7 separate regions of the Mus musculus genome follow, and regions 1, 2, 4, 5, 6 and 7 are each linked to region 3. The links are chromatin contacts, called in public promoter capture Hi-C maps. All regions are on one chromosome and are shown on one strand. The core of a region is the stretch at or near the end of the contact, and the rest is flanking DNA. Distances in the headings are between cores, read along the strand shown. Region 1 overlaps Spef2 (sperm flagellar 2). Region 2 has its middle 37 kb from the start of Capsl. Region 3 holds the start of Dnajc21 (DnaJ heat shock protein family (Hsp40) member C21). Region 4 has its middle 26 kb from the start of Spef2. Region 5 overlaps Spef2 (sperm flagellar 2). Region 6 holds the start of Il7r (interleukin 7 receptor). Region 7 holds the start of Rxfp3 (relaxin family peptide receptor 3).

Evidence for each region. Promoter capture Hi-C pulls out the DNA fragments that hold promoters and counts their contacts.
Region 1: a contact with region 3 is called in a promoter capture Hi-C map of hippocampal neurons, with 4 times the contacts expected there. The contact joins the enhancer-like site here to the promoter of Dnajc21 in region 3. A contact is called at or near these places in 6 of 39 promoter capture datasets (the C10 cell line, the HPC-7 cell line, hippocampal neurons and 2 more) and 2 of 9 other capture datasets (liver and macrophages).
Region 2: a promoter capture Hi-C map of pre-B cells shows a contact between it and region 3. The contact joins the enhancer-like site here to the promoter of Dnajc21 in region 3. A contact is called at or near these places in 11 of 39 promoter capture datasets (the 3T3-L1 cell line, 3T3-L1-derived adipocytes, the C10 cell line and 8 more), 3 of 115 datasets of contacts at active chromatin or transcription factors (the 230-238 cell line, the SCID.adh cell line and stem cell-derived neural progenitor cells) and 1 of 9 other capture datasets (adipose tissue).
Region 4: a contact with region 3 is called in a promoter capture Hi-C map of neutrophils, with 4 times the contacts expected there. The contact joins the enhancer-like site here to the promoter of Dnajc21 in region 3. A contact is called at or near these places in 3 of 39 promoter capture datasets (the C10 cell line, neutrophils and pre-B cells) and 3 of 115 datasets of contacts at active chromatin or transcription factors (bone marrow-derived macrophages, large pre-B cells and regulatory T cell precursor).
Region 5: a promoter capture Hi-C map of liver shows a contact between it and region 3, with 2.7 times the contacts expected there. The contact joins the enhancer-like site here to the promoter of Dnajc21 in region 3. A contact is called at or near these places in 6 of 39 promoter capture datasets (the 3T3-L1 cell line, the C10 cell line, hippocampal neurons and 2 more), 1 of 484 Hi-C or Micro-C datasets (myeloid progenitors) and 1 of 9 other capture datasets (liver).
Region 6: a promoter capture Hi-C map of pre-B cells shows a contact between it and region 3, with 8 times the contacts expected there. The contact joins the promoter of Il7r here to the promoter of Dnajc21 in region 3. A contact is called at or near these places in 5 of 39 promoter capture datasets (the C10 cell line, the HPC-7 cell line, hippocampal neurons and 1 more), 1 of 15 datasets of contacts at CTCF or cohesin (large pre-B cells), 1 of 484 Hi-C or Micro-C datasets (CD4 T cells), 9 of 115 datasets of contacts at active chromatin or transcription factors (CD8 T cells, the SCID.adh cell line, bone marrow-derived dendritic cells and 5 more) and 2 of 9 other capture datasets (liver and pancreatic islet).
Region 7: a contact with region 3 is called in a promoter capture Hi-C map of the SN4741 cell line, with 3 times the contacts expected there. The contact joins the promoter of Rxfp3 here to the promoter of Dnajc21 in region 3. A contact is called at or near these places in 3 of 39 promoter capture datasets (the 3T3-L1 cell line, the SN4741 cell line and embryonic stem cells) and 1 of 115 datasets of contacts at active chromatin or transcription factors (neural tube).

Annotation. Positions count from the first base shown.
Region 1 is chr15:9,632,933-9,635,985 of GRCm38.p6, forward strand. Spef2 (sperm flagellar 2) reads right to left here. Exons shown (of 37, transcript NM_001305042.1): 24 at 1,617-1,754. Among named protein-coding and RNA genes, the nearest start is that of Il7r, 100 kb to the left of the region's middle. Within about 2 kb of position 1,684, at least 7 of the 459 cell types and tissues checked have an H3K27ac peak or open chromatin away from gene starts, as enhancers often do. A contact at or near this core is called in hippocampal neurons, where this site is marked.
Region 2 is chr15:9,471,692-9,474,587 of GRCm38.p6, forward strand. No RefSeq gene overlaps it. Among named protein-coding and RNA genes, the nearest start is that of Capsl, 37 kb to the left of the region's middle. Within about 2 kb of position 1,295, at least 46 of the 459 cell types and tissues checked have an H3K27ac peak or open chromatin away from gene starts, as enhancers often do. A contact at or near this core is called in the SCID.adh cell line and pre-B cells, where this site is marked.
Region 3 is chr15:10,469,090-10,471,816 of GRCm38.p6, forward strand. Dnajc21 (DnaJ heat shock protein family (Hsp40) member C21) reads right to left here and starts at 1,427. Exons shown (of 12, transcript NM_030046.2): 1 at 1,176-1,427. The coding sequence starts at 1,272.
Region 4 is chr15:9,773,204-9,775,903 of GRCm38.p6, forward strand. No RefSeq gene overlaps it. Among named protein-coding and RNA genes, the nearest start is that of Spef2, 26 kb to the left of the region's middle. Within about 2 kb of position 1,423, at least 41 of the 459 cell types and tissues checked have an H3K27ac peak or open chromatin away from gene starts, as enhancers often do. A contact at or near this core is called in bone marrow-derived macrophages and neutrophils, where this site is marked.
Region 5 is chr15:9,595,571-9,598,596 of GRCm38.p6, forward strand. Spef2 (sperm flagellar 2) reads right to left here. Exons shown (of 37, transcript NM_001305042.1): 31 at 1,733-1,839; 32 at 943-1,125. Among named protein-coding and RNA genes, the nearest start is that of Il7r, 67 kb to the left of the region's middle. Within about 2 kb of position 1,316, at least 30 of the 459 cell types and tissues checked have an H3K27ac peak or open chromatin away from gene starts, as enhancers often do. A contact at or near this core is called in liver, where this site is marked.
Region 6 is chr15:9,528,345-9,531,415 of GRCm38.p6, forward strand. Il7r (interleukin 7 receptor) reads right to left here and starts at 1,532. Exons shown (of 8, transcript NM_008372.4): 1 at 1,317-1,532. The coding sequence starts at 1,398.
Region 7 is chr15:11,036,602-11,039,301 of GRCm38.p6, forward strand. Rxfp3 (relaxin family peptide receptor 3) reads right to left here and starts at 1,367. Exons shown (of 1, transcript NM_178717.3): 1 at 1-1,367. The coding sequence starts at 683.

The DNA.
Region 1 (3,053 bases), core at 434-2,933, 840 kb before region 3:
AAGATTTACCTCATCATGTCTGACCCAAAACATAGCTCTGTCCTAAAGAATATGAGAGACATGTTACTCCAAGTCAAATATAAGTAGACTGTGAGGGACCATGGATTTAAGTTGCTCTAAATTGCATGTTTCATTGTGGAAGAAGCTTAAAAAATCTAAGACAGTAAAAAAAATGAATTAATGCATCTGTCAAATAAATTGATGGGCATATTAGTAGGTGTGTTATAGTTTAACAAAGAACAAAACAAGAACAAAAAGCACACACAAACGCCACACACACACACACACACACACACACACACACACACACCTGTAGTTTAGAGATGGAAACTGAAACTATGGGAAAAAAATACTAAGGTAGGAGCTACTATAATTCTTGAGGGTTTTCTGTTCTTTTAGGTTTCTGTTGACTTTTTAGACCTGCCCTTGGAGCAGGGACTGTCTCATTTGAGGCTAAAACTTCTAGAATTGAAGGGTCATCTGTTTAGAAAAGATTTGCTGAAAACCTACGATGTCTAAGTCATATCACCAGAGATACTTTATCATTTTCTAAAGTATCTTCTAAGTTGATCAGTTATGATGAGAAATGGCTCCCCTTCCATTTCCCCTATGAGCCACTAGTCTGTTAACAAAAATTAAGTAAGTATAGCTTGGCCATGATAGCTTTGATAGTCTCCTAAGCATCAATAATTTTAGACAGATTTGTTTGTCCAAGACTCTTAACCCCTAGCCTCCCTCAGGACATAAGGAAATTGATCCATTGTAAAAATTGTGTGTGTATGTGTGTGTGTGTGTGTGTGTGTGTGTGTTTGAAATGCACATTTTAAGACAAGCCCTTTTCTTTTTATCAGTTTTTTAATGCAGGAATGCCTTCCTCAAGATCCACAAAACCATCATTTCAAAGTATAGTTATTTCTCAAGGCAGATAGCATTTTAAGGCTCCTATATACAGGAAGGAATCTAACCTCCTATCTACACAGGCACATAGCAGGTGCACAAAATCACACTCTGACCCAGATAAACATGAAATTAAAAGTTAAAAAACTACAAAGCAAACACAATTGACCCCACGCCTCCATCCTGTATCAATCCTTGAGCTCTCAAAATCTGTGTCTATAGTCATTTTGTCTTGTGACATCTAACAGCTAAAGGCTGATATGTTTTTTTCCCCTGATCACAGCAATGGTACCCATGGTTGTAACGTAGCCCAGAAATTATGGTAGGGCAGATTTCCTTGGCTATTGTGGCCACCTTTAAGTATTCGAGAATCTGGTCAGGTAAATACCCCCGTTTCAGACAGCGTCTCTGCAATCTCACAGAAACTTCACAGGGACAAGAGATGTCCAGTAGCTGCTTGAGATTCAATGTCTGTATGATTGCTTGGCTGGGATAAAACAAACAAACAAACAAACAAACAAACAAACAAAACAATTTTTGTTAGCTAATTTTACTTGGCAAGGCAGAATGCGTACCACACAGAGAATGCATACCACACAAAATAAGCAAAATGAGCAAAAAATGATTCATGCTCAGACCCCTAACATTCCAGATGGACTTGTTCCCTGAGGAATAAGGTTGCAAAGAGAGCCTGTGTCACCATGCCCGGCTGTCCCTACCTGCATCAGGGAAAAGAAATGATTCATTGTGATTCCGATAGAGTCCTGCAGCCAGCTCTCATTAATGATATCAAGCCTCTCCTGTTCCGCCTCTTCCTTCCTCGCTTCACAGATGTCCCATAGGCGGTCTCGCAGATCCTGAGTGGGAAGAGAAACAGAGCAGCTGTGTATGAGAATCGTGCCTTGTACAACTTCTGTGCCATGGACCCGAGAGCCGTTGTTTCTGGAGATGTCCCTTTCGAAGACACACCTAACAAGTTTGTGCGTTAGATTCTTTTTTTAAAATATTTTTAATTAGGTATTTTCCTCGTTTACATTTCCAATGCTATCCCAAAAGTCCCCCATACCCTCCCCCGCACTCCCCTACCCACCCACTCCCACTTTTTGGCCCTGGCGTTCCCCTGTACTGGGGTATATAAAGTTTGCAAGTCCAATGGGCCTCTCTTTCCAGTGATGGCCGACCAGGCCATCTTTTGATACATATGCAGCTAGAGACACGAGCTCCGGGGGGTACTGGTTAGTTCATATTGTTGTTCCACCTATAGGGTTGCGGATCCCTTTAGTTCCTTGGGTACTTTCTCTAGCTCCTCTGTTGGGGGCCCTGTGATCCATCCAATAGCTGACTGTGAGCATCCACTTATGTGTTTGCTAGGCCCCAGCATAGTCTCATAAGAGAGAGCTATATCAGGGTCCTTTCAGCAAAATCTTGCTAGTGTATGCAATGGTGTCAGCGTTTGGAGGCTGATTATGGGATGGATCCCTGGGAGGATGATGCTCTTGTTCTCTCTGATCAGATGCCCACAGGTCTCACAAATCCACTTCTATCCCATTTTCCATGGATAGCTCTACTTGTGCGTTAGTTTCTTTGTTAAAGTGGTATCACTTTATGTGAATTTAAAAACAAAACAAAACAAAACAAAACAAAAGCAAATATTGTTGGTGGGAAAAAAATACACTTTTACATTTGAACCAAGACCATGAATTTGTTGCTTATCACAAATACAGCATCCTTTGACAAAAAATTGTTTGTAATGGGGATGATCAACAACAGCTCAGCAGCATACCAGGCTGTGGCCAGTAAGGAAGAATGTGAATAGGATAATGTATAACATCATATTTACACATAGCAATAGGCCTATAGTATGGGCATTTGGGAATATTTCATTTGTTTTATAATTTATATATAAGTATACTAAAATTATAGTGGTTCTGAGTATTGAGTTCTTCTTAAATGTATTGTTGACATATCTGATCACCCAGTAAATGCCAGTAAGCAGCATTAATTAGCTCATTCCTTATCTTTATTTTTATTAAGAGAATACTGGGTCATAGAAAAGGTGTTTTCCTCACGTGAGTAGATGGTAAAGCTAGGATGTGAATCTTTGGGCTCGAGTAATGTATAGCACTAAGTTATGCTCCAGAAGTGATATTAGATAA
Region 2 (2,896 bases), core at 45-2,544, 1.0 Mb before region 3:
ACAGTTAGACTGTTATGTTGATATTTAATCAAGGAGTTAGCTAGTGTGTGGGTACTCTGCTTCTTCTGCTTGATAAAATTGTATTAGCATCCTGTGACTCACATATATTCTAGGTTTATGCAAATCTATTTTGAGCACAGAATACAAAATATATAGCTTCCAACTTTCCAAATTGTCCAACAAGCTTATTTTCTTAGAAACTATTATTATTTTAATTAAAATATCTATTAGATGAAGTAAAAAAAGTTTAGTCATAGGAATGCTTTGACTCAAAGGGAAAACAAAGATTTTGGAGGGGGCTTTTAAAATCAAGAGCTTCTCAAATATAGGAACAAGGTTTTAAATGTTAGAAATGCCATGGCTCAAAGTACAAACAAAAGCTTTAAGGATCTGCTGTATAATAGATTAGTTTGACAGATCATTTTCTCAGCATGATTTAACTTCTCCAAGTTGCTTAGATGAAAATTGTGTACTCAGGTTAGAGCTAGCCAAGTTCTTTTGTTCTAACAACAACAAAAAAAATCCCTCACCAAGTTAATGCCTCAAATTGTTTCTTCTAAACTAGATGACGGGTGGAATCTGTTGAAAGATATATAAGCAAATGATTGATGGTGCTTCTGAGAACATTGCTGTGAGAAGACATTCTCTCTGGTGTCTGGGTTGGTGCGGTGAGAGGCTGTGGTGAAGCAGCCCTTCCTCTCTGAGAATACAGCGGCCTTCTTGTTTAATTCTCACACCTGCTTTGCCAAAGCCAGTTTTTTTCTTCCCCTCAGAAAAATGTAATGGAAGTAAAACTCACTGAGAATGTAAACCACCCACAGGCAGCTGAGTTTCTGATATGGATCTCACATGTAGCAAAAGGTAAAGTACATCACAGGAAAAAAATCCTCAAAAGGTCATCGTTTTCTTTCTTTCTTTTCTTTTCTTTTTTTCTTTCTTTTCTTGTTTTCTTTTTTTTTTAATCACTCGTATTGGATTCTTCTCCTGATTCTTCAGAACAGAATTTACTGACCTTTTCACTTGGCACTCAGACACTGGTATTGATCTCATAGCATCTTTCTCTGGTGCTCTAAGATACCAGAGGCTGGTATCTTAGAAACGCACAGGCTGTGTGCAGAACTCATGATAAGTCTGAGGGAGACTCAGAACAGGAAGGGAACCTCACATGGAAAGAAGATGATGGATGGCAGAGTGGCTTGTTCCTTCCAGGGCTCACTTGGGTCTTGGCTCTTCTACACTGATGAGATGAAGTACATCACAAATATGGGGTATTATCTAATGCCATTCACTGCCTTACTAAGCCCAGGACATTCCCTTCGTTTCCAAGGGAACAGAGAAGGAAAGTACCATTCCACAGGTTTCCTACTTACTCATGCCTCAAAAGTCATTTAGCAGTATCATTCAAAATACATTTACTTAAGAGTGTCATTGAAGCTACAACATGCATGCAGTAAATCATGGGAACTTGAGCTTAACTAATCAGTTACTTAGAAAGTGTTTGAGTTGAAATTCACACTTATTTCTTATAAATTAAAACCCAAAACAAATGTTAAATAAATCAGTAATATAACAATACTTAGAAGGGCTGTGTCTTTCTATAGCCATATGTTTATGGGAGATATTTATTTGTATGTAAATATAATCTGTATACTAGTGGCAAAAATATTGCATATAGCTTTAAAACAGTGCCAAGCCAATAGTGACTTGTCATTTTATCACAGAACTGTCGCTCAAGCTATTTTCTCCACAGTGAGATGTTCTCATATGTAAATATTATCTTGACAGCAAACAGTTAAGTAGACATCAAATAAACACTGGTTTTGAAGCAGCATTCTGTTTGATAAATAAGAATATTGATGGTATTTATACTATACATGCTAAATATTTTATTTAAAATAAGGTGTGTTTCTAGTGGTAAGCTCTATGTATATGAGGTATCTACTTGTTATAATGAAAAAAAAAAAAAACCAACTGGGGCATCCTCTCGAGTAACCAGAAATTAAGATTTCTGTGAGCTATCAGTTTAGACATTTATAAAAGCACGTCATTTGGTACTTTCTGAGAGATTTTGCTTTAAGAAGTTCTGACTTAGCAGATTTTTTTTTTTAATTAAAGGTCTGAAACAGCAACTGCTTCAATAGAACAGAACATCTAACTCTGCCAGTAAATGACTTGCAAAGTGTGCTTTCTCTCACCAGCTAACATGTCACTTGCATCCTGAGGCTCTCTGGCTGTGCTTTTGTTTGTTGATAAAAATGTAATACTTTATTATAATGTAGGATACTTTACCTTAATGAACTGTATAGCAGTGAACAGGAATGTATATTGTTTAGGACTGGGCAAGTGTTTATTTTGGTGCATACCTTAATCTAGCTTTGTGGTGTTTTTATTGGTGACCCTATTACAGCAACGTGATTGTGCTTCAGAGATATTTATAAATATCATTGGTGTGATGCTTCTGTTACAGGTGATAACATTTAACTTGGAAAGTGGTGAGTCTTTTTAAAATGCATGACACAGTTACTCATAAAATTACCATTTTAACAGCCAAGGATAAGATATTATGACACAATTTGCTATTATTATTGCTTTCTATTCTTTCCACAGGGTCAGACTATGTTCACCTAGGAGGCTTACCAACTTCATCTCATTTTCAGCTTTGAGTTGCACTTCTACAACCAAGAAGGATAGAATAACTCTATTACTAGTACAAGGAGGCCAAGAACAAGGAGGGAAGAAGGGGAGGGAGGAAGGGAAGGAGGGAGGGAGGGAGGGAGGGAGGGAGGGAGGGAGGGAAACTAGATGCTAATTACTGTTCTTTGTTCTAAGTACAGTTACCTAGCACAGAAAGCTAGGGTTGATCTAATCATGAAAACACACATCTTGGCCAGACTGA
Region 3 (2,727 bases), core at 177-2,676:
TTTCCTAACAAGACTGAAGTCCCTGTTTTAGCATTTCAAAATGTACATATAGCCCGGCAGTGGTGGCACACGCCTTTAATCCCAGCACTTGGGAGGCAGAGGCAGGTGAATTTCTGAGTTCGAGGCCAGCCTGGTCTACAGAGTGAGTTCAAGGACAGCCAGGGCTACACAGAGAAACCCTGTCTCGAAAAACCAAAACCAAAACCAACAACAACAACAAAAAACCAGCTAAAAACAAAACAAAAAACCAAAATCTACATATTATACCCTCATGCATGTGACTTGCATCTTCTCGACAGGGATGAGAAAAACTGAGCTTCAACTTGTTTGCGTTATATGGCGTTTTTTCCTCCTTTAAACAAACAAACAAACACTCCAAACTTATTAGTCATTTATATGACTATCCATCTTCTGTAGACTCTGGTAAGAACAGCTTAAAGGTAAACCGAAACTATTCTTAAAACACAACTACAACAAAAAACAGGTAAACCAGTCACGAAGAAAAAAAAGTATGTAAAATCACCCATGCCTGATGGCAATGGACAGTAATCCCAAGTAATTGCATGTAATTTACTTGGTAAGGTGAGGCAGGACGATCACTCGTTCAAAGGCTACCTTGGCAACGTAGCGAGAGACCCCATCTCAAAAGTGATTCGTTAAAAAAAAAACCAGGGGCGGTGTTGTGGATGCTGGAGCGCCTGGCAGCAGGTGCGCGGCGCTGGCTTTAATTCCCAGTACCCAGAGAGGCGGGATTGAGCCTCGGGACTCCCAAACAGACGGGGTTCAACTCCGAAGTTTCGAAGCCTGGTAGATGAAGAGACTTCGCCAAAAGTCCCGCAGACCCGTTTCACAACCACAGCAACCATGCCGGGGAAGCAAACTCCTAAGGAACCTCGCCCAGGTCTCCCGCCGTGGCAAACTCGTGTCCCGTGCGGGGCCGGGTCTGCGGGAGCCTGGGCATTGGGAAGGCGGGCGCGAGCGGGCCTGTTTAAAAGCCTGTCCCCCGGCTGGCCGGGCGACGTGAGGGGCCGGCAGCCCGGCCGCAGGAGCCGGAGGCGGCTGAGCGCCGAGCCCGCTTCCCCTCGGCGGTGCGGGCAGGGCCCCGCCGTCCCCACGGCGTGCGCCCCGCCAGGCCCGGGGTCGGCCGGCTGGGTCCCCGCCCGCCGGTCACCTACCCGGGTGCCACCTCAGGGCCAGCTTCCGATAGGCCTTCTTGAGCTCCTCCTCGCTGGCGTCGCGCCGCACCCCCAGCGCCTCGTAGTGACACTTCATGGCGGGGCTGGACACCGGGCCGGGGCCCGGGGCGGGGCCGACGCCCGGGCCCGGGCAGAAGCCGCAGCGGCGGCGCTGGCTGTCCTCTCCTCCGGCGGGAGCCCGGCGCCAGCAGCCCGCCAGCCAGCGAGCCCGGCGGCGGCGGCGGCAGCGGCGCGGGGTGGCGGAGGCGCGCGGCGGTGGACGACGCGGGCTGCGGCACGCGGGCGCGCGGAGGGGGCGGCGCCGACAGCTCCGCATGGGCGGGGGCTGGGCTGGGTTCCGGGGGAGCGGCGCGCCGCGGAGGCGGGGCCTGGGCAGGGGAGGCTGGGCGGGGGAGCCACGCCGAGAGTCATTGTGAGGGACACAGTAGGCTGTTTGGGTGGCACTCCTAGCCGGCCTGAAGGCAGGGCAAGGTAGGCTTGATAAGGAAGTAGTTTGGGAAATACCTTCCGGACCTTCGGATTAGTTCTCTGCAGACGAGGCAACTGGAGCTTCAAGGAGTTAAGTGCTGAGTTTCAGCCAGAAGTTCGTGGTGGAAACACACCGGGATTTACCATCTTTTCAATTCTCTTCAGCTACCACTTCCTAGGATCTCTTAATTCCCCCCCCCCCCCATCTTGCCTGATAATGCATAATAAGGGACAGTAAATAAGGTCATTGCCTAAATCAGTTTTTAAAGCATCTTAAAGGTAGCGTACCAAAAGCCAGGCTAGGTGCCCGGTATGAAGAACACAGCTTTAATCCCAGCCTCCACCCAGGAGGCAGAGGCCAGTTTATTCAGGAATTCCGAACCACACCTTCAATTATCTGTGAATTCAAGGCCTGCTTGAATAATGAGTTAAATTCATGATCCTGTCTCTGCTTCCCAAGTGCTGGGCTTACTGGCCTCCACAGCCAGACTAGGTTCTTTTACACATATATTAAGCAGAAAATGTCCACATCATAACAAGTACTCTTCCTAAGAATAAGTCATAAAGAAACATCAACTAACCAGTGTTGTGAAATGTCTTAACATCCAGCCTTGCTAAGACAAGACCTTAAAAAGAAAAGAGGAGCTAGGCGGTGGTGGCACATGCCTTTAATCCCAGCACTTGGGTGGCAGAGGCAGGCAGATTTCTGAGTTCAAGGCCATCCTGGTCTACAAAGTGAGTTCCAGGACAGCCAGGGCTATACAGAGAAACCCTGTCTTGAAAAACAAAACAAAACAAAACAACAAAAAGTTTATATAAAGCATTTCCTCTCCTGAGAACTTTCCTTGATGAGGGTGGGGTGGGGTGGGGGTGGACACATTTTTTTTTTCTTCCTCCCTGTGTGCTTTTGTTTGCAAACTCTAGAAGACTGAGTTGCCTGACTAGAGATGATGTTTCATGCCTGTGATTGCCAGCAACTGGGAGACCAAAACAAAAATGATTGCCATGAGTTTAAAACCAGCTTTCTGATTTAAAAAAATAAAATAATTTTTAAATACATGTC
Region 4 (2,700 bases), core at 173-2,672, 700 kb before region 3:
GGATGCCAGTGGAAAGTACAATGCTGAAATAGAGGAAGGAGCGGTGGTGATTGAGGAGGCTAAGGAGATTGCTTCTCAGGCTAGCAGCTGAAAACCTAAACAGCTTAAACAACAAACCAAAGAGAAGAAAGAGAAGAAGGAATCTAGCTCTGAAGGGTCTACTAGTGACAGCGACGGGACTGATAGCAACAGTGACATCTGTAGTCAGATGTCCCGCTTGAGTTTGCGGCGCAGTAGGACGCCTGAACCATCAGCCCCTCCGTTGACTTCTCCCCCCCCCCCCCCATAAAGATTAGGAAGACAAAAGGGGAAGGCGTAGTCTTCATGTAGAAGTCTAGAAAAATGTGCCCACCATTGTGGGGGCCTTCCCAGTATTTCAGGATCAACAGGGGCAACGTTATCATGAACCCCTGGATTGGAAGGTTGTACAAAGATTGAAGGAGTCAGTTCCGACTTATGGGGTCCAGGCTGCCTTTACCATAACTCAAGTTGAGTCCCTACAGCGGTACTGTATGACGCCTTTTGATTGGCAGAACCTTCGCAAAGCCATTCTTTCGGGAGGAGGTTATTTAACATGGAAGGCTGCTTATCTTAAGCATGCCGTTGAGCAGGCTATGGCTAATGCTGCTGCTGGATTCCCCAATGCAGCCTGGAATATAGACATGTTAATGGGGCAAGGGAACTTTGCCAACAATCAAACAGGTTATCCTATACAGGTTTATGAGCAGATTAATAACTGCTCTTAGAGCTTGGAAGATGCTATCAGGCACTGGAGACCTTGGGACCAGCTTGTCTAGGGTGATACAGGGACCCAATGAGAACTTTGCAGACTTCCTAGCACGACTAGTGGAGACAGCTGGGAGAGTATTTCCAGATGGTGATGCTGCAATGCCATTGGTCAAGCAATTAGCCTATGAGTAGGCCAATAAACCCTGCAGAGACGCCATATGCCCTTATAAGAGCCAACGTTGTAAGTATGGTTAAAGGTTTTCCGAGATGTGGTGGACATTCCACTGACCAACCAGGGGTTAGTGGCAGCCATAGTTCAGGCTCAAAGGCAGACTCCTCATCAGGGTGGACAGCAAGGGGGAATCCAGGGGGGATGCTTCTCTTGTGGGCAGCCAGGTCATTTCAAGCGAGACTGTCCTAATAAAGGAAGACAGGAGATACAGACAGGCATGCAGAGCCCAAGTTATGCCCTCACTGTCACAAAGGAAATCATTGCGTCAGAGAATGTCAATCCAAGTGGGATGTAGATGGTTGTCCCCTAACTTCTCAATCCACAGCTGCTAGGCCAAAAAATGGAGTGCGGGGCCCCCAGCCTCAGGGCCCACAAATATATGGGGCCATGCAGCAGACTCCCACACTGTGGCCAAACCTTCAACACATTCCCCGGTGCAATCATCTACGGGCATCCTCAGAAGAGCCACAACAGGAAGTGCAGGACTGGACATCTGTGCCACCACCAGACTCATATTAACCCCAGAAATGAGTGTGCAAATGACTGCTTCAGACTTTAAGGGTCCTTTGCCTAAAAACACAGTTGGCCTCTTATTAGGACATGGTTCAGCAGCCAATAAGGGATTAATTATCCATCCTGGTGTCATTGATCCTGACTATGGGGGAGAGTTTAAGATCATGGTTTCCTCCCCCAGAGGGGTGTCTGCCATTTCCCCTGGAGATAGAATTGCTCAAATTTTGCTTTTGCCTAGTCACCATGCTAGCTTCCTTTCAAGGGAACTGAAAAGAGGAAATAGGTGCTTCAGCTCTACTGGAGACACTGGGGTGTGGTTTTCTATGACTATGGAGGATCACCCTATGATTAAACTTGAAATTTAGGGAGTCTCTATATGGGGCTTACTTGATTGGGCCAATCGCAGCACTGTAAAAGAAACAGATTGGCCAAAAAGTTGGCCCCTTCAGACCTCTGCTCAAACTCTTCAAGGTCTTGGATTTGCACAAGACCCCAGCTACAGTGCCAGTGTACTCCATTGGAAGGATGAGGAGGGGGCATAGGGGCAGTTTTCAGCCATTTGTTCTTCAAGTCCCTGTTTCATTATGGGGAAGAGATGTTATGACCAAGATGGGTGTAAAAATAGTTTCAGAAAAGACTTATAGTTTGCAGAGTCAAGCTATCATGGACGGGATGAACTATCAGAAGGGTAAGGGTCTTGGCAAAAATGAGGATGGATGATTCTCACCTATCTCTCCTAGAGGCCAAAGTGGCAGGGAGGGATTGGGTTTTTCCTAGGGTCCACTGAGCAAATATCTATTAAATGGAAATCTTATCAGTTGGGTGCCTCAGTGACCCCTACCCAAGGAAAAGCTGGAAGCTGGCCACATGTTGGTTAAAGAGCAACTTGATGCAGGACATGTTAGAGAATCTATTTCACCATGGAATTCACCTATTTTTGTTATAAAAAAGAAATCAGGGAAATGGAGGTTACTCCATTGTTTACGTGCAGACAATGCCCAGATGGAAATCATGGGGTCAGTGCAATTATGGTTACCAATGACTTCAGCGTTACCAAGAAATTGGACCTCAATAGTGATAGAGTTGAAAGATTGCTTTTTCACTGTTCCTCTGCATCCGGTTGATACAGATAAATTTGCCTTTACCTTGCCATCAATTAATCATTCTGCCCCTGATTTGCGATATGAGTGGGTGGTTCTACCCCAAGGTATGGCAAATAGCCCTAC
Region 5 (3,026 bases), core at 66-2,565, 870 kb before region 3:
TGAGCCCTATTCTAAGTGATCCCCTCCTCTGTAGTTGTAGTGATGTGGAAGGGTGAACAAGGCACATTCAGTCAGTAGAGATGAGACAAGTAATCTAGGCACCCTTGTCAGTTAGAGAATTATAACACTAATCCTAACATTCAAATTCTGGACAAATGTATTAAATGCTCATATACCTGACCGGATGACTAGAATATCTATCTATCTATCTATCTATCTATCTATCTATCTATCTATCTATCTATCTATCTATCTATCTATCTATCTATAATCCTATTGACCAATTAATTTCTTTATTTGGAGTCTAGCTTCTGTATTCAAAATTCCCCAATCCTGTTGTACAACAGGCCTCCAGTGACACTCTGCCAACCAATTCCAATGAGCAGGTATTATGTTCTGGATTACCATCACTTTTCTTAGATGAGCTCCTTCATGCACGTTCCAATATTCAGAATTCCTGTGGATAGCAGTTAGACCCTTTCTGCCTTAAATATTCATGTACATTTTAAGCTCATTCAGTTAAAACAAGTCGCACCATCCACTAACCCAATTCCAAAGGAGCAAAACAGAAGCATCCAAGGCCACCAAGTTCTTCATTCCTGCCCTTCCCATTCCTTGGGAGTATAGGGTGCCTGGCAGTGGATCATTTAAAGCCCTGCATGTGGTTTTAATATATAGCCACAGGAATAATTACTAGCTGAGAACTCAGGAGAAAAATAATGAAGATTTTTGTGACTTTATTAGGGACCCTTAGTTCTGCAGGAAATTTTTTACTTTAATATTTTTTTCCTAATGCTTTGCCTGGGTATGGAAGCCAAACTTCTGTCCTGGACTTTGATTCTGTCTGTGCTGCCTATGTATGAGCTTCTTAGGAGCACGAGAGTGGCCAGAAATGTGATGTGTCAGCAGTGAGCTGGGTACTTGTTAAGAGAACTGGTCTACCTGCTTATACTGTTCGTAGGTGATGGTGCCTGTCTGTGCTTCATCCAGGGCCTTAAACCTCTGCAGGGTGTCCAGAAGCTCATCCTCCAGGGCCATGGGCCACGGCATGGCTGTGACCATCAAGAACTTCCTCCAGTCCACGAACTCTGTGTTGACTGTTAATAAAGATGTGATCTCCTGCAACTGGAAGAACATAGGGGCTCTCACTGGGAAGTTTGGCCAACTAACTTGAAGCTACTCCCACTTAGGCTTTCAGAGCTTGGTGCCAAGGGAAGAGGGATTTCACCTTGGCAGCCAGAGCCAGTTCTGACTTGGGTTTACTTTCGTTTTCTATTCTAACAACGGAGCCACACCAGGCAACTGTTTTGACATTTGTGATTTTTGTGTACCCTGCTCATCTAATTCACTAAGGTCAGTTAGCCTGGTGTCTTTTAACCAGTGGAAGGTTAAAGTCTGGGGAAGTAACATATTAACAGGGTAGTGCAATATAAACATTAAACTTCCTAGGGTCTTGACAATGAAAATATGATGAAAACCAAGCACTCTCAAAACTCAGCTTCTGTTCCTTGTTAAGGTATTTGTAAACCACTTGTAATTGGGTTGCATCTCCCAGTGTCTGAAATGGTTAAATGTTAGTCATCAATAGCATGGCTTACTTCCGACATCATTCACTCATTTAAATGTCATTGGTTTCTTGCTAATGCTGCAAACTGGTTGCCTTAGAACTATTGATTCATCAAGTAAGACCTGCATTAAGGCCTTTTAGATGCCAAACAGAACAGAAACTTACGTCCAGTTGGCTGAGGTGCATCCAGCTGCTAGGGAAGTTATTGGTTCCAAGGTTTAGGGTAATCAAATCAAGCAGAATGTCACTGAAGGCTTTATTTCCGATTATGCCTACAACACAGTGAAACAGTTATTTATTTATTTATTTATTACCATTTTTACTGGAATTACAGTTTATTCTGCTAAAACAGAAATAATGCCTAGTAACTCTCTTACTTACTTGGTCTTGTGTTTCTCTAGAGAGAAAGAAGCTACCTTAGAAACATAAAATAAAATAAAATAAAATAAAATAAAATAAAGTAAAATAAAATAAAATAAAAATTCTTGATGTTCTTTTTGTTATCTCTGTAAAATGTCCTCTTTCTTTGGTCCAGGAAAAAAAATAACAGTCATTTCTAATTGAGCAAATATTAAAATTGCATAATTCTTAGGTTAAAATTTTATGGCAGCATGATGGTGGTGGTGCACACCTTTAATCTCAGTACTCAGGAGGCAGAGTCAGGAGGATCTCTGAGTTTGAGGCTAGCCTGGTCCACAGGATGAGTTCCAGGACAGCCAGGACTTTTACACTGAGAAATCTTGTACTGAAAACAACAACAACAACAATAACAACAACAACAAAAACCTTTGATATTTGTTTCAAACAGGTTAAAAAATTTAAAAGCATCACTAAATTTTATTGTATCCAATTGGACACATGAGCAAAACATTTCATATTTCAATTCCAGACCTGCAAGATGACAGCCATAACATAGGTAGCACCTTCTCCCCAGATTGTCCTCCAGTTGGTGATGGCTTGCTTTTGTAACTGTAGGGAGACTTGGATGGCCAAGTCAATGACATTGACGGTGACAGTTAGCCATATAATGGCACTGTATTTCCCTCTGCCTTGCTATTGTACACTAATATATTTTAACATATCTAAGAGACACATCTACTTAGATTCTTATTCCAAACTGCATGCACATGCACTAGAAAGAGAGAAACAAAACAAAAAAATTAAAAAAGAAAAAAAAACAACGAACAAACAAAAAGCCAGCAGTGGTACCTTTTAGAATTATGGGAGACCAGTTATATATATCCACGTATCTGGGAGGTGTGCCGTAGAGAGTCATTCTTTTTTGCAGTTGTTCTTTAGATTAGACACAGCATCCTAATGTTTCCACTTATATCTGAGTTTTTCCTGTGTCTGAGAGTCCACATGAACCTTATTGTTTTTTCTAATCTCCAGAGAAATGCAGCTCTCCCTTTAAAAATGTCAGTGGTTCAAACCACATGCACAATTCCGGGTTTGTAAG
Region 6 (3,071 bases), core at 282-2,781, 940 kb before region 3:
TGCCAGCTATTTGCACACATTTAACATGAGATAATGACTCTCCCTCACCAAGTGACTCATGCTCCGTCATGCTGAAGAGTGTGACTCCTCTGATGATTCTCTTCATAAGAACATGCAAGGGTTTTCCATCCTTGCTGATTACAAAGTAAAGTCACACAAATATCTAAGCTTAGGATGCACAACTAAAGGCATTTGACTGAAGAGCTAAACTACAGAGCTAGGCTGATGTGTATTGATACTGTGCATAAAGAAAATACAGATGTATTTGATACAAGCTTATGCAATGTAGCTTTAACTGGTCTGGAACAAAGATGATTTTTCTGTCTCAGCCTCTTAGGCTTCAGGACTACAGGGATGTACTACTGCACCCAGTTTAGGAATGCACATATAGGCCAGCCATGGTGGTGTCTGCCTTTAATCCTAGCACTCAGGAACCAGAGGCAGGATGCACACACACACACACACACACACACACACACACGCACATACACAAAGACACACACACACACATTCCCCTTTTAATGGTGTGTGTGTGTGTGTGTGTGTGTGTGTGTATGAAAACAGTTTAATTAATTTGTAGAAACAAATTGGAGATTCACATTCCATGTAGCTGCTGTGTCTGCCAGAGACGTTTGAGTACAGTCCTGTAATTAAAATGCCTATTTTTAAGAAGTCAAGGTCTAAGTATTTTATGGATTCTGAGGAGAATTATGATGACCATATAATGGATTCTCTGAATATAAAAGCAACCCTGTGTATTTCAAAGAAGACACCTTCCTTAGCATACTACTGAATTATTCATCAGCAATCTAACATGAATCTGCCAAAGCTAAAGTATGTTGAAGAAATACATTATAGAGTAACTTCTAAACTCTAGACACTAGAAATACAGTTTTGGTGAATACACAAACCTCTCGTTTCTGGCCATTAATTTATCATGGGTATCTAGGGTTTTAGAACTCCATAAACAGTCAAAACAACAATGGCTTGATTTTTCAGTCTAATACAGTTTTGGAAGCGATCATCCAAAAAGCTCCAACAAAGAACTGATATGAGGTTTCTTTTTTGAAATTACCAGCATACATCCACATTTATGAGCCAGAATTTGAATGAAACTCAATGCTTCTTGACAGTTCTTGAGAGTTACAAGCCATTTGCAGTATTGTCATCATTCCCTCTGTCCTGGTGATTAATACCCACAAAACAACCTAATTAGTGCTAAATTCTTGCTTGCCCTGTTAGAGAACTGTGTAACTTGATCATATATGCTACAGGTAATCTGAAATCCTTTAAAAAAGGAGTTAGAAATGACTCACCATCCTGGGCATTTCCACTTTCTCCAGAAACAGCTTGAATTAAGCAGAAAACTATAGCGAAAGCTCTACCCAGAGCCATCATTCTGAGAGAGAGAGAGAGAGAGAGAGAGAGAGAGAGAGAGAGAGAGAAAGAATAGAGAAGAAGCACGCTTGTATGTGCAAGTGAATGAGAGAGAGGGAGACCCAAACCAGCTCTGTGCCTGCTAAACCACAGACAGGGAACTATGAACATCACAGAAGAAGGCAAGTGCCAGAAACAGGAAGTCTGAGCAAAAGGATTGCTGCTGTAAGCAGAGGTAGAGAAAACGGAGAGGTAGAGTGTGACTTTTTTTTTTCCTGCATCTTGGTATTCCCTGAAGCTCCTGAACTTAACTGCTTACTTTTGAGCAAGGTGGTAGACTTCAAGTGATGCTTCAGATGATCTCAGGGTCCAATGTAACAGGATCACAAGGCCAAAATCCACACTTACGATGCTCCTCAGTTGGTTGGGGATGCTCTTGTTTTAGGAATAATGATGCTAGGATAGAGTTGTCCCACTTAGGGCTGAACCCTCAATGGTCACGCCCAGTTCTCTGCTCTCTGAGAGAGAAGTGAGAAAAGAGCTTCTCTAATGAGAGGCAAGGCTGCACTATTCTATGGGTATAAGGACAAATGTCTAGAAGACAGTTTGATACTCTGTCTTTTAAACAAACAATAGTCCTGTGTTTTCCCCTATGCTCTAAGACCTCCCTGGCACGGGTTCGTGGTCAGATTTATAGTACCAGCCATGAAACACTCCCCTCAAGAACTCAGGGAACACCATGGAGGAGAGAAGGAAAGATCAGAAGAGGCAGGAGCCAAAGAGAAATACAGTGAAATTATCTATTATAAAAATAATAGGATCTTTGTGTTCATAATTTCACAGAAGCTATGGTTGTGACACAAGACTGGCATGAGATCACACCAATCCACATTCCAATATGGACAGAGCAGGTGTTCAAGAGGCCACATCCCTAGCTGAGGCCCTCCTGGCAGGTTGACAAATACCAGGCGATTAAGAGTTAGTTTTCTTTAAAAGTGTGTCCCATGGTAGGTTGCTCAAGCTCTAGTGGGCAGTTATACACTCATGAGCACAAGAGCTGAACTAAGTAGGTTCTGTGGATCCTTTTCTTAAATCATTTTAAGAATTGATTAAGTTATTTATTTATCCTAAATTCTGACTGCAGCGCCCCCCCCCCCATCCTTTGCTCCCAATCCCTCTTTCTCCCTTCCCTCCAACCTTCTCTAACATTCTTCCATTTCTCCACAGAAAAGGGGAGGCCTCCCTTGGATATCAACCAGCCTTGACATATCAAGCTGCAGTAAGACTAGGCACATCTTCTTCTCTCGAGACTAGAAAAGGCAGCCCAGTTAGCAGAAAGGCTTCCAAAGGCAGGCAATGTAGTCAGAGACAGCCCTGGCTTCGGTTTTAGGAGTCCCACATGAAGACCCAGCTGCACAACTGTTACATATGTGCAGAGGGTCTAGGCTTGTCTTGTGCATGATTTCTGGTTGAAAGTTTAGTCTATATGAAAACCTATGTGCCCAGGTTAGTTGATTCCGTAGTATTTCTCAATGTGACCATGACCCCTCTGGGCATCTTCAATCCATCCTCACTCTCTTCCATAGGATTCCCCAAGTTCCACTTAACGTTTGGCTGTGGGTCACTGCATTTGTTTCCATCAATGCTAGGTGAAACCTCTCAGATGATAGCTATGCTAGGCTCCTGTCTGCATG
Region 7 (2,700 bases), core at 117-2,616, 570 kb after region 3:
GCCAGCGCAGCCGAAGCCCAGATCAACCCACACAGCACCTTGGCTGAAAAACAGCAGCTCTCCCTCAAGCTCTGGCCGCAGCAGTCGCCACGGCCACGCCCTCGGGTCCGATGGCTCTTGAGAGCCGAGGCCACCGAGTGGTAGCGCGCCACGCTCATAGCAGTGAGGAAGAAGACGCTGGCGTACATGTTCATGGATGTCACCATGGACACGATCTTACACATGGCCTTGCCGAAGGGCCACTTGAAGTCTAGTGCGTTCTCCACAGCCCAAAAGGGCAGAGTGAGCACGAACTGAAAGTCAGTCAGTGCCAGGTTAGTGACAAAGAGGTTGATGGAGGATTTGCGCCAGCCTTGCTTGCTCTTCATCAGGTAGAGAACCAGCAGGTTGCCGGCCAGTCCCAGGGCACAAACCACCCAGTAAACCGCGCTGATGAGGATCCGTACCCTGGCCTCAGTGTCTGTGCTCTCTGCCCCGCCGCCACCCGGAGGATGCCCAGGCGCCGCACCGTCTGGCAACTCTAGCCCCAGCTCCCACCACAGATCCTGAAGCTGCAGCGACGCATTGCCGCTGGCGTTGGCCACTTCCAGCAAGTCTGGGGTCAGAGCGAAGAATTCTGAGAGCTCATCACCCGCAGCTGCTTTCCTCACGGTGGCCGCGGGGGTTGCAGAAGCCACCTGCATGCTCAGGTGCGCCTTAGTCACGTTCTGCAAGCCGACTACCGAGAGTCAGCGCTTGCTCCGGGTGTGGTACCCAGGCGGGCGCGCAAAGCAGGTGCCTGAGCTTTCTATGTAGACGCTCAAAAGGGCTCCTGGAAACTGGATGCTGAGCCGCGTTGGCGCCCAGAACCGCCTTGGGCGCAGGGGTTGGCTGCACTCAGCATCAGTTCTTGGTGGGTTTAGAAGAGAGGATAGTTCTAGGCAAGTGGCTGGGGATCAAGGTTCCTCCTGGTGAGAACTGAGTCTCCAGCTACCTACTCTAAGACTGAGTCATACCCCTCTGCTTTCCTGCTGTCACTTAGATGCAGTCCCCTACTCAGGAGCACGGCTCTCCCAGTACCTTTGTTGGCTTCTGAGGTTGCCCGGAGGAGTTTCTCTCCTTCTAGAGGAAAACAGATCGTGGACATCTGTGTCTCGCTCTGACTGCCTGAAGGCTGATTCACGCCATCACTTCCTGGAGCTCCGTTGGTGTTTTCTGTGTGTCCGATATTGTCAACCCCCAGTGAGTTGCCAGCGTTTGATGAGTTACATTGGCACCCACCTCTGCTGAGAGCCCCGAAGAGCTTGCATAATCTCCGTGCGAGAAGATGGGGGTGCTTTCCGAAGTGCTGAACCCCGCGCGCCACGCAGGGAGAGGCAGAGTCTACTGGCAACTAACTCCCCTTTGTTCCAAGTTGCAGAAGGAGTGGTCTTAGTCTTTTATTTTCTCGGTGTCTGGAGTGAGTCTGAGTCTGCTTTCTTCCTTTCTTATTTTTATTAGGACGAGGTTTTTTTTTCTCCTTTCTCCCCACCTTAACACAATAGTTTGTTTCTCCCACTTACACAATAGTAACACCCTTTGTTCTTTAAATCAAATAACCAATCTTTTCCTAGTACTCAAACTGAAGCCCCATCTCCCCTCTAATTAGCTGAACACTTACCTGGTGTCAGATTGGCAGAATTCTAAGGGTTGATGTTTGCCTGGAATTGAGTATATTTTAAGAACTGAAGCTACAGGGGGCCGTGGGGAGGGGGAGACGTGTTACGTCTCAACTTTGCAGTTTATTTAGATGCCAGGTTAGTTGCTCTTAGAAGGACTTAAGGAAGCTGAAGTGTTTTCTTGACAGAAGAACTAACCTGAAAAACAAGTATGCTAAGCATGCAGTAATTGCCCTCACTTCTGGGATAATACTTGACTTTACTAACAGTAATTGGGGATATACGGACAGATGGAGCGAAAGAGATAAAGACTTGTAATCAGTCAAAGGAACAATAAAAGAGAAAAGAGGTCCTCGGCAACCTTAAACAGTCTTAATTCCAAAGTGGACTTTAAAAGGGCACTTCGCTGCAGACGCTGCATTTCTCGATTTTACCAATAGAGGTCGCAAGAGCTTCAGTAAAAAAAAAAATCAACTGGCCTTCGATCAGTTTTAATATGTTGAAGTTCTCTGCCCTGGTAATTCTGTGCTTCTGTGGACCCCTCCTTGCATCCTGGCTTTATAGCCTCGCCTTCAAGCGCACGTTCTCACTTTAAAAAAGCGTTTTCTTCCTCTGCCAATTTCTTTCTTTTTTATTGTATTTCAAGGGCTACTGAAAACCAAGGAAACCTGTGGTGATACGGAAAGTCCTATGCAGTAAAGGTCTTAGTCTGCTCACTCATCTAACAAATACTTACTTAGCCTCGCTTTGTTAGGTGTTATTCCATGACTAGAAGACTTTATGGTAAGTACAATCTGTAGAGTTCACACTCAGATGGGTGATACAAATAGTTAAGAGTTGTGTGATTGTAATATAAGTAGAAAAACAAAGCAAAATGAATCATAAACCATGTCTAATGAAGTTTGAACTTCCTGAGACTGTCAGGAGGCAGACACTGAGACAGACACTGAGCATAGGGGCTGCTGATATTATTAAGAAGAGAGTCCTATTGACTTCTGGCCACTAAAGAAATGAAGCCAAGGGGATTAGATAGAGCTCAGAAATACTGACGAGTGCTCTGCTC